Linked DNA regions of Mus musculus: regions 2 and 3 are each linked to region 1. The links are chromatin contacts, called in public promoter capture Hi-C maps. All regions are on one chromosome and are shown on one strand. The core of a region is the stretch at or near the end of the contact, and the rest is flanking DNA. Distances in the headings are between cores, read along the strand shown.

Region 1 (2,700 bases), core at 175-2,674:
CCCAGGGCCCTGTGTCCCAGGTTTCATTCCCAGCAGCCTTAAGTCCCATCTGGGAGGTTTGAAGGAAGGTATGCTGGGAGCTTAAGGATTTTTATGAGCTTGCTCTCAGACCAGGAGCTGGTGCCAGACTAAGCCTTACTAAACAACAGGGGCTCCACAGAACCCCTGGATGCAAAATATTCCATCTATTCCTTACATAGCCCCCACACAGGCTCTTGGAAACAATTCTGCTGGCAGAAAAAAACAAAAAAACAAAAAACTAGTGGACCCCATGTAAAACTGAGGAAAACCACAGCATGACGGAGCTACCTCGACAACACCCTGTAACCATGGGCCAGGCAGCAGAGGCCAAACCCAGAACCAACTACCATTTTTATCCTCATCCAGTCTCTTCATAAGCAGTCATTTGTTCCCCTAACAGCCCTTACTCCTCAGGCAGGAAAAACTCTACATCTGAATCCATCCTCGAGTGACCGGGCATTCATTTGTGGGTGGGAACAGTGTGAAAAAGAGATGGAAGATAGCAAGAAAGCATGCAGGCCTAGGATGAAAGCCAAAATCGGGGAGAGAACTAACTTTACCACAAGCCAGAGAAAAGAAGACAGGGGTTGCTCTCTAGGCACTTAAGGAAGGCAATCTGAAATCTACCATGAAAGGGGGAGAAAGCAGAAAAACCGTAGAGCAGACAGATTTCAACTGCTAAAGAGAGAATCAAGCAGAAAGCAGGGAGGGAAGCAGGAACGGCTGAGGAAGGCTGACAAGGGGCAGTGTCAGGGGAGCTCAGAAGAAAAGAGGGAAGAGGAGGAGATAGGGCCATGGGGGGAAAAGGGAACGCAGAGGCTTGGGGGACGCAGAAAGGCGAAGATGCTGGCCGAAAGCGGGGCTCCAGAACCAGAGTGACTCGACGCAAAGACCAAGAAAGACCGGGAGCCATAGCGCCGGGTGGCAGCAAGGGCTCCAGAAACACCAAGAGCCCCTCAAAGGGTAGGTCTACAGGCGGCGGAGGGGCCCCGGGCCGGCCGAGGGGCCGAGGGCGCGACGCGAGCAGGAACCGCGGCCTGGAGCGCGGTCGTGCCCTGAGGAGCAGGCTGCTGGGCCGCGGCCGCCCCCAGCCCTCCACAGCGGCCTGGGAGCGGCCGGCGCAGGCCGAGGGGGAGGGGCAGGCCGGCGGCAGGAGGACAAGATGGCGGCGGCTGATGGCAGCTTCTCCCCCGGCCCGCCGCCGCCGCTGCCGCCGCCCCGCGCCGGAAAGGGCGTCAGCGCCCAGCTCGCCCAGACTCACCTAGCCGGGTGCGTGGGGGTCCGGGACCCGGGCTCAAAGGCTTCCCGGGGCGGATGGCGGCGGGGCGGGGGCGGATGGCGGCGGATGGCGCCGCGCTCGGCTCCTCCCGTCTCCCTCGCTCACTCCGCGGCTGGGCTCCGACTAACGGCCCATCCGGGCAACCGCCGCCCCCGGGAACACCCCCCACCTCCCGCCTCCCTCCGCGGCTGGGCACGCCCCCTTATTTGCATAGGGGGCGGAGCCCTTACTCTCCGACCCCTCCGCTCTTCAGGGCTGTCCCTACTTTAAAAAAATAAAGGCAGTGTGTGGAGGATATTTGCATAAAGGGGAGGGACTTACAGACGCTAGGACGCCGGTTGGCTAGGGAGACGTCTTGGCGTCGGCAGTTGAGACGCGTAGACCGGGCGGAATGCGAGGCCGTTGGGGCGCAGAATTTACACGACGGATGGTGGGAGAAAAAGGATGCGCATGCGTAGTTGGTCCGCGGACGGCTGGGAGCCGAGAGACACGCAGGGAAGGGATGCTAGGCCCCGGTCACTCTCAGCGGAGAAGACGGAAAGAACTGCGACGAATGGAAGGGATTAGTTAGTCGAGGGCGGAGTTACATAGACCCTGGAAGAATTTCAGGTCTGGTGTCCATTCGTGAGAGGTAAACGCGTCAGGGAGGCGGGGCTTTCCAGTTATCAAATCACGTCATGCAAATGAAGTGGATAGGCAAGCCAATCAAAGGGTCCAGAGGAGTGTATCATTGACTTTCTTCGAGTAGGCGTTCTTCGAATGGTTCTGGGTATTTGCATAATATATGCAAACAATTTGAACAAAGGCAAGGAATGACCTACTCTTCCAAATTTTAGCAGCGACTAACTACGGCGGATATTTGACATTTAATTTTTATGCTCAATAGTTTTAAAAACTGTTTTTATAATTAATGTTCCTTCAACAATGAGTTTCAGCTTTAAAGGTCGTACTACTTCCCCTCTTTGTTTCTTAGTACTTGACTGTAGAAATCTTTGCCTCTCACCACACTTACACTTACTCAACATTTTCCTGTGAATTTTTATGTATATTGGTGGGTGCTCACTGGCCTTTACAAACCAGAGGTTGACGTCCAGAGGGCTCGCGCAAACACTTTATTTTTTGAGACATTCTTTTCATCTTTCAGTGAATCTTGATACTTGGATGGCTGAGCTCAGATTCCATATGGACTGGCCAAAGAGCTTGAGATCTTTCTATCTCTGCATCCCGGTGCTGAAGTTACAGACAGGAGTGATCTGCCCAGCCTGGACATGAGTACAGGAGGTCCAAACTTAGGTCCTCATGCTTGTTAGCAAGCATTTCATCCGCTGAGCCATTTTCCTAACTCTAGAAACATTTATTTGTTTTTATTTTATTTGTATGCATATCTACATATATGCATA
Region 2 (2,818 bases), core at 138-2,637, 1.3 Mb before region 1:
ACCAGCTTCAGGTTACTAGGTCAAATTTATATTGGTTTTTTTTTTTTTTTTTGAGACAATGTATCACTGGCCTGAATCTCCAAGCTCTGGTCTGAGCCTCCACACAGGTGACCTCAGGTGCACAACTGACTTCAGGATGGTTCGTTGCTTTTGGTTCAGGGGACTATAGACCCAGGTGTTTCTTGGATGCTCGCCTAGCACTGCACCACAGACCTCTTCCTTCCAGTTTTAACTCTCCATACCTTAGTTAATGTTGTTCCTCCTAGCTTTCTTCTTCCCCTTCCATCTGCTTGAACCTTTACTGTCCTTCACTCCCTCCCAATAGAGATACAAATTGTATTATGTCTGTCTCCCCAGGGAGTGTCAGCTCACTGGTAGCTAGGACTCCTGTCTCCTACATAAGTACAGCTGTGCAGGGCCAGAAGATGCTTGGCAAATACTGCAGGAACAAATCTGAGAAAAACTATTTTACTTTTTAACTGTCACCTGTCACAGTGCAGTGCTCTCCCTTTTGGCTGTGAGTATACCAGAAAGTCTCTTCAAGCTGAACACCGACTGTGAGTCAGTCTAGACTGAAATGCTGGTAAACAAAGAATGCAGGCCGGTCTTTCCTGACACCAGAGAGATCAGTCCATTAATTGCCACACACATACGCCTCAGATGCTTGTGGTGAAGAAGGGCACCCCCATAAACTAGTCAGCAGTCCAAATGAGCAAAAGGAAGAGGCAGGCGAGGGAATAAGGATCCTCTGGGCCGATGCCCCCATTTCTCCTCTCCCCTTCCTCTATCCCGATCCAGCAGCAACACAACAGGTCATCAGCAAGAAAGGTACTTTGCGGACAAGCGACAAGGCCTCTTTCAGAACCCTCGCTTCTCCCACAAGGCGATCTGTAAGAACTGAGAAGCACAAACATGTCGAATCCGCTTGAGAATTCGAAATGGGAAATGCTGGAGGGGGATAAGGGACACGGGATGGTCGCGCCTGCACGACTGGAATGGCGGGCCAACGTCGCTGCGACTGTCCTGGGACCTCGCCGTGTGTGTGTGTGTGTGTGTGTGTGTGTGTGTGTGTGTGTTGCCCTCACTGACTCGGCCGCTGGTGTCCTGGGCGCGAGGCGGTGCGACCCTCCCCTGCAGGACGGCTTGCCCCGACCTGTCCCCGGGACGCGGGTCTCCGGGCGGCCGGCCTGCGTCCTCCGATCTTGGCGCGAGGTCGTCTCCGCCGCACTCACCTGCGCCTGCACGTCCATGGTGGTCCGCACAGAAAGGGTGCAAAGGCAGCAGGCAGGACGATGAGACCCGCGTCCTCTCAAGGGCTCGCGCCGCAAAACGCCGAAGCCAGGCTGTCCAGGAGCCAGGCCAATCAGCCACACCCGCCACTTTTGAATTTCAACCTCCGCGCAGTCAACGCACTTCAATCCGCAGAGGCCAATCCGCGCCGGCGCCGCGGTCGCGAGCCAATCACGGTGCCCTCCGCCTCCGGGGCCACGCCCCCTGAGTCGCGACTCTTCTAGTCCGCTAGAGCACCAGAACTAGACCCCTTGGATCCTACTTCCGGATCCGCTCTTCCTCTTTTCTCCCTCTCCCCCTCCCGAGCGCCGAGCGCGGCTTCCTGAGGTCTCTGGTTGCGTCAGAAGTGCGCTTGTGTGGAGGAGTGGCGTGGGGGAGGCAATACGCATGTGCCTGAGCGGGGTCGGGGCGGAGCGAGCGCCACCTAGCGGATACTGCTGAACTTGCACACCTCCTCGCCAACCCTGTAGACTGGAGACTGTTACACCGAGGTCGCTCTTGGTCCACTTTCTCAGGTCCGAAAAGTGGAAGCTGGTTGATGGCGCTGACCTGTCCTCAAAGAAGAAAAAGTGGAACCCATATCTGGAGATGTAATAAAGTCATAAATCTAGAGTAGGGCCGGGAGGATAGCAAACTGGTTATCCCTGAAACTCATATAATGTGGAAGGTGAGAACTAATTCGCCACAAAGTTTTCTGTGCCCCTCCTGCCTCCAATATTATATATTATACATAAACAATATGTATTATATACATAAACATATATCTTTACACATATAAATAATACCCAATAGTACGTATTATATATATAAGCATATATATATATATATATATATATATATATATAAAACACATAAATTACATATATATTTATTTTGTTTTTTCGAGATTGGGTTTCTCTGTGTAGCCCTGACTGTCTTGGAATTCTATTTGTAGAACAGGCTGGCCTTGAACTCAGAGATGCTAGGGCTACCCTGTGCCACCATGCCCAGGTCAATAAACAATCTTTTAGATTAAAAAATCAAAACAAAACTAGAAGCCAGGCTTGGTGGCACACGCCTTTAATCCCAGTTCCCAGTACTCAGAATGCAGAGGCAGACAGATCTCTTGAGTTCAAGGCCAACCAGGTCTACAAAGTAAATTCCAGGGCAGCCAGGCTCTGTAGAGAGACCCTGTCTTAAATAAATAAAGAAACACACACACACACATACATACATACATAACTGGATAAATAAATAGTATGTTTCTTTTTTTTTTTTTTTTTTTTTTGGTTTTTTGAGACAGGGTTTCTCTGTGTAGCCCTGGCTGTCCTGGAACTCACTCTGTAGACCAGGCTGGCCTCGAACTCAGAAATCTGCCTGCCTCTGCCTCCCGAGTGCTGGGATTAAAGGCGTGCGCAACCACACCCAGCAGTTTCTTTTTTTTTTTAAAGATTTATTATATGTAAGTACACTGTAGCTGTCCTCAGACACTCCAGAAGAGGGCGCCAGATCTCATTACGGATGGTTTTGAGCCACCATGTGGTTGCTG
Region 3 (2,989 bases), core at 295-2,794, 1.4 Mb before region 1:
TAGACAGAGTTTCTCTGTATAGCTCAGGCTGTCCTGGAACTCAGAAATCCACCTGCCTCTGCTTTTTCTGTTGTTGTTGTTGTTAAATGTACTTTTAAAACTTTTTTTTTTTCTTTCTTCTAGACAGGGTTTCTCTGTATAGCACTGGCTGTCCTGGAACTCACTCTGTGGTCCAGGCTGGTCTCAAACTCAGAAATCTGCCTGTCTCTGCCTCCCAAGTGCTGGGATTAAAGGTGTGCACCACCACTGCCCAGCTAAAAAGTTTTATTGATATATGGTATGTATGTGCATAGGTTGATGTATATAGCACACTATGGAGATCTGAAGACAACTTGTAGGAGTTGGGTCTTTCTTTGCATTACATGGTCCTAGGGATGAAACACAGATCGTCAAGTTTGGCAGCAAGAACCTTTACATGCTAAGTCATCTCACTGACCTTCACAAATGTAATTTTAATTTATTTCTGTGACAATTTTTTGATCTATAATCTCAGTATGTTTATAAGTACACCTGTATGTGTCTATTATATTTACATTATTTTCATCTGTCTATCTGTCTCTGTCTGTCTGTCTTCCTACCTATCTATTGTGATAGGTGCGCTAGACAAGTTCTGTACCATTGAGTTAGATATCTCCAGTAGAGCAGACATTTATTAAGTAACTAGTGTATGCCTGAGGCAGTGGATAAAAAGTTTCCTGATCCTAAAATGTCTAGTAGGGGTGATGATAGTAACCTTGCCTTTCTACTAATGAAAATTGCTATTTAGTTAATAAACCATTGCTATGGCAATGATAATGACTAGGGAAAGGCTGTGCTAAGGATTCTGTTTGTTTTTTGTTTTGTTTTCTTGTGGCACATAGATTTCAGGGGCACATAGATTGAACACTTAGAAATATAGGAAAGTATCACATATAGATAATATTTCTTTTTTTTTTTTTTTTTTTTTAAAGATTTATTTATTTATTATATGTAAGTACACTGTAGCTGTCTTCAGACACTCCAGAAGAGGGCATCAGATCTTGTTACAGATGGTTGTGAGCCACCATGTGGTTGCTGGGATTTGAACTCCGGACCTTCGGAAGAGCAGTCGGGTGCTCTTACCCACTGAGCCATCTCACCAGCCCCCAGATAATATTTCTTAAAGTGGCACAATATATGCAAAGTTCCTGCGGTGGACAAGATCCAGGCTCTTACGACTTCAACAAGACAGTAGGAATTAAACTCGTTATATAAATCCCATTAGAATAGTTTGCTTAGATTTTTCCTGTAGCTCCCTACTGTCCTGTGAATGAAACCTCTTTTCTTACTCCTGAACCAGGCAGGATTTAGAGGTAGCTGGCTGAGCAGCATCCCACTGCCCTGCTCTGATCTTCTCAGATTCTACTGTAGGCCCGCCCTCAGGCGGGTCCCCACCCTGCCCCCGCCCAGATGGCTCACTCTGTCTTACAATTGGATAGTTCGGTTAGATTCGTGCTCTGGTTGGCTGAAAAAGCCGTCAGTTAGGGGTGAAAGCCTTGATAACCCGTGCGGAGCTTCGAGGGGGCGGGCTCGGGTGCGGTGCGGGCGCTGCCGGGGCTTCTCATTCAGGTAAAGTCAACCACGCGAGTCCTGGAGGGGAACAGTGGACCCAAGTGTCCGGGAGGGGTGTGATGCTTTTAGCCCCCTTCTATGGGTTCTGTGCGTTGCAACGGGGTGGGCGCCGTGTCCTGTAATGGTGACCATTTGGACATTGGGAGCCTCAGGTGGTTTAAAGCCGACCGGAGAGGGGGGACCCTAGATTATTAGGCAGATCGCCACCACATGGCCATCCAGGACCTAACCAGAGGAACTTGTGCGCATTTTAGTCTCCTAGATGCCTTAGGGGACCCTTCCCCAGAGTTGGCTTGAAGACCTGGGAATGGGTTTCTTGCAGTGGGGTGGAGTGGGCGGATGGTACGGAAACGGTGTTGGAGGGAGGAACGGATGTCCCCCACTCCCCGGACCTACTGACAATAGCAGCGGATGGAACCGCCCAGCGGTTTTTCCTGTAGGAAACTGCCCTGTCTTTTCTAAGCGGACTTGGTTCTGTATGTTTGGGGAGGTGTGTGTGTGTGTGTGTGTGTGTGATGATTCAAGGACCCCTTGTCCTGCCATCATCTAGCTCTTTCCCCCATCCTGCGTTTGAGAATCCTATCCCAACATGAAGGGCTCCCACCTAGAGCCTTATCAGTAAGACATAACTTCTTCAGGACCTCGGGTATGCATGCTCTGTGTCCTGTCCTTCAGGTTTCCTGATGACAGCTCTCCTGATCACAGCTCTCTAGACTGATCGCAGCTCTGTGTCCCGAAATAGTCCCAGGGCTGGGTGTGGGGGCGTGTGGCTTCAGCTCTGACAGCCTAATGAGGGGGTCTCAGGCAGGGGATCCGGATTTAACTTTGATAGCCAGGCAGTGTGGGAGATATGAGGGCAGCTACACGCCCTACTCCGGGAGGCATTGGCTTGTGTAGCAGTCTAATGTTGGCTTGCCCCACCACACTCCTTACTCCCAAGGCTGGAACTGACAGCTGTGAGCTGGGAGGGTGATATGTGGCCTGGGTTCCCTGCAGTTTCTAGGGGAGCAAAAGGGAATCTTTCCAAAAGCGCCTATTATCCTAGTTACCTGAGAGGTCCAGGTAGGATGATTAAAAGTTGAAGGCGCCGGGCGTGGTGGCGCATGCCTTTAATCCCAGCACAGGCAGAGGCAGGCAGATTTCTGAGTTCGAGGGCAGCCTGGTCTACAAAGTGAGTTCCAGGACAGCCAGGGCTATAAAGAGAAACGCTGTCTCGAAGAAAAAAAAAAAAAAAAGAAAAGAAAGTTGAAGGCCTGCCTGAGAGCTGCAGAGTGAGTTCAACGCCTGTTTAAACAATTGAGTAAAGGGGTCAGTGAGATGGATTGGCCAGTAAAGGTACTTGATCAGGGAATGACATCCTTGTTGCATCCCTGGGATTTACTCGTGTAAGGAGAGAACT

Evidence for each region. Promoter capture Hi-C pulls out the DNA fragments that hold promoters and counts their contacts.
Region 2: a contact with region 1 is called in a promoter capture Hi-C map of hippocampal neurons, with 3 times the contacts expected there. The contact joins the promoter of Kifc1 here to the promoter of Prrc2a in region 1. A contact is called at or near these places in 2 of 39 promoter capture datasets (cranial neural crest and hippocampal neurons) and 1 of 115 datasets of contacts at active chromatin or transcription factors (pancreatic cancer cells).
Region 3: a promoter capture Hi-C map of hippocampal neurons shows a contact between it and region 1, with 4 times the contacts expected there. The contact joins the promoter of Kank3 here to the promoter of Prrc2a in region 1.

Annotation. Positions count from the first base shown.
Region 1 is chr17:35,163,453-35,166,152 of GRCm38.p6, forward strand. Prrc2a (proline-rich coiled-coil 2A) reads right to left here and starts at 1,425. Exons shown (of 31, transcript NM_020027.3): 1 at 1,283-1,425.
Region 2 is chr17:33,889,246-33,892,063 of GRCm38.p6, forward strand. Kifc1 (kinesin family member C1) reads right to left here and starts at 1,388. Exons shown (of 11, transcript NM_001195298.1): 1 at 1,233-1,388. The coding sequence starts at 1,250.
Region 3 is chr17:33,808,979-33,811,967 of GRCm38.p6, forward strand. Kank3 (KN motif and ankyrin repeat domains 3) reads left to right here and starts at 1,545. Exons shown (of 11, transcript NM_030697.3): 1 at 1,545-1,587.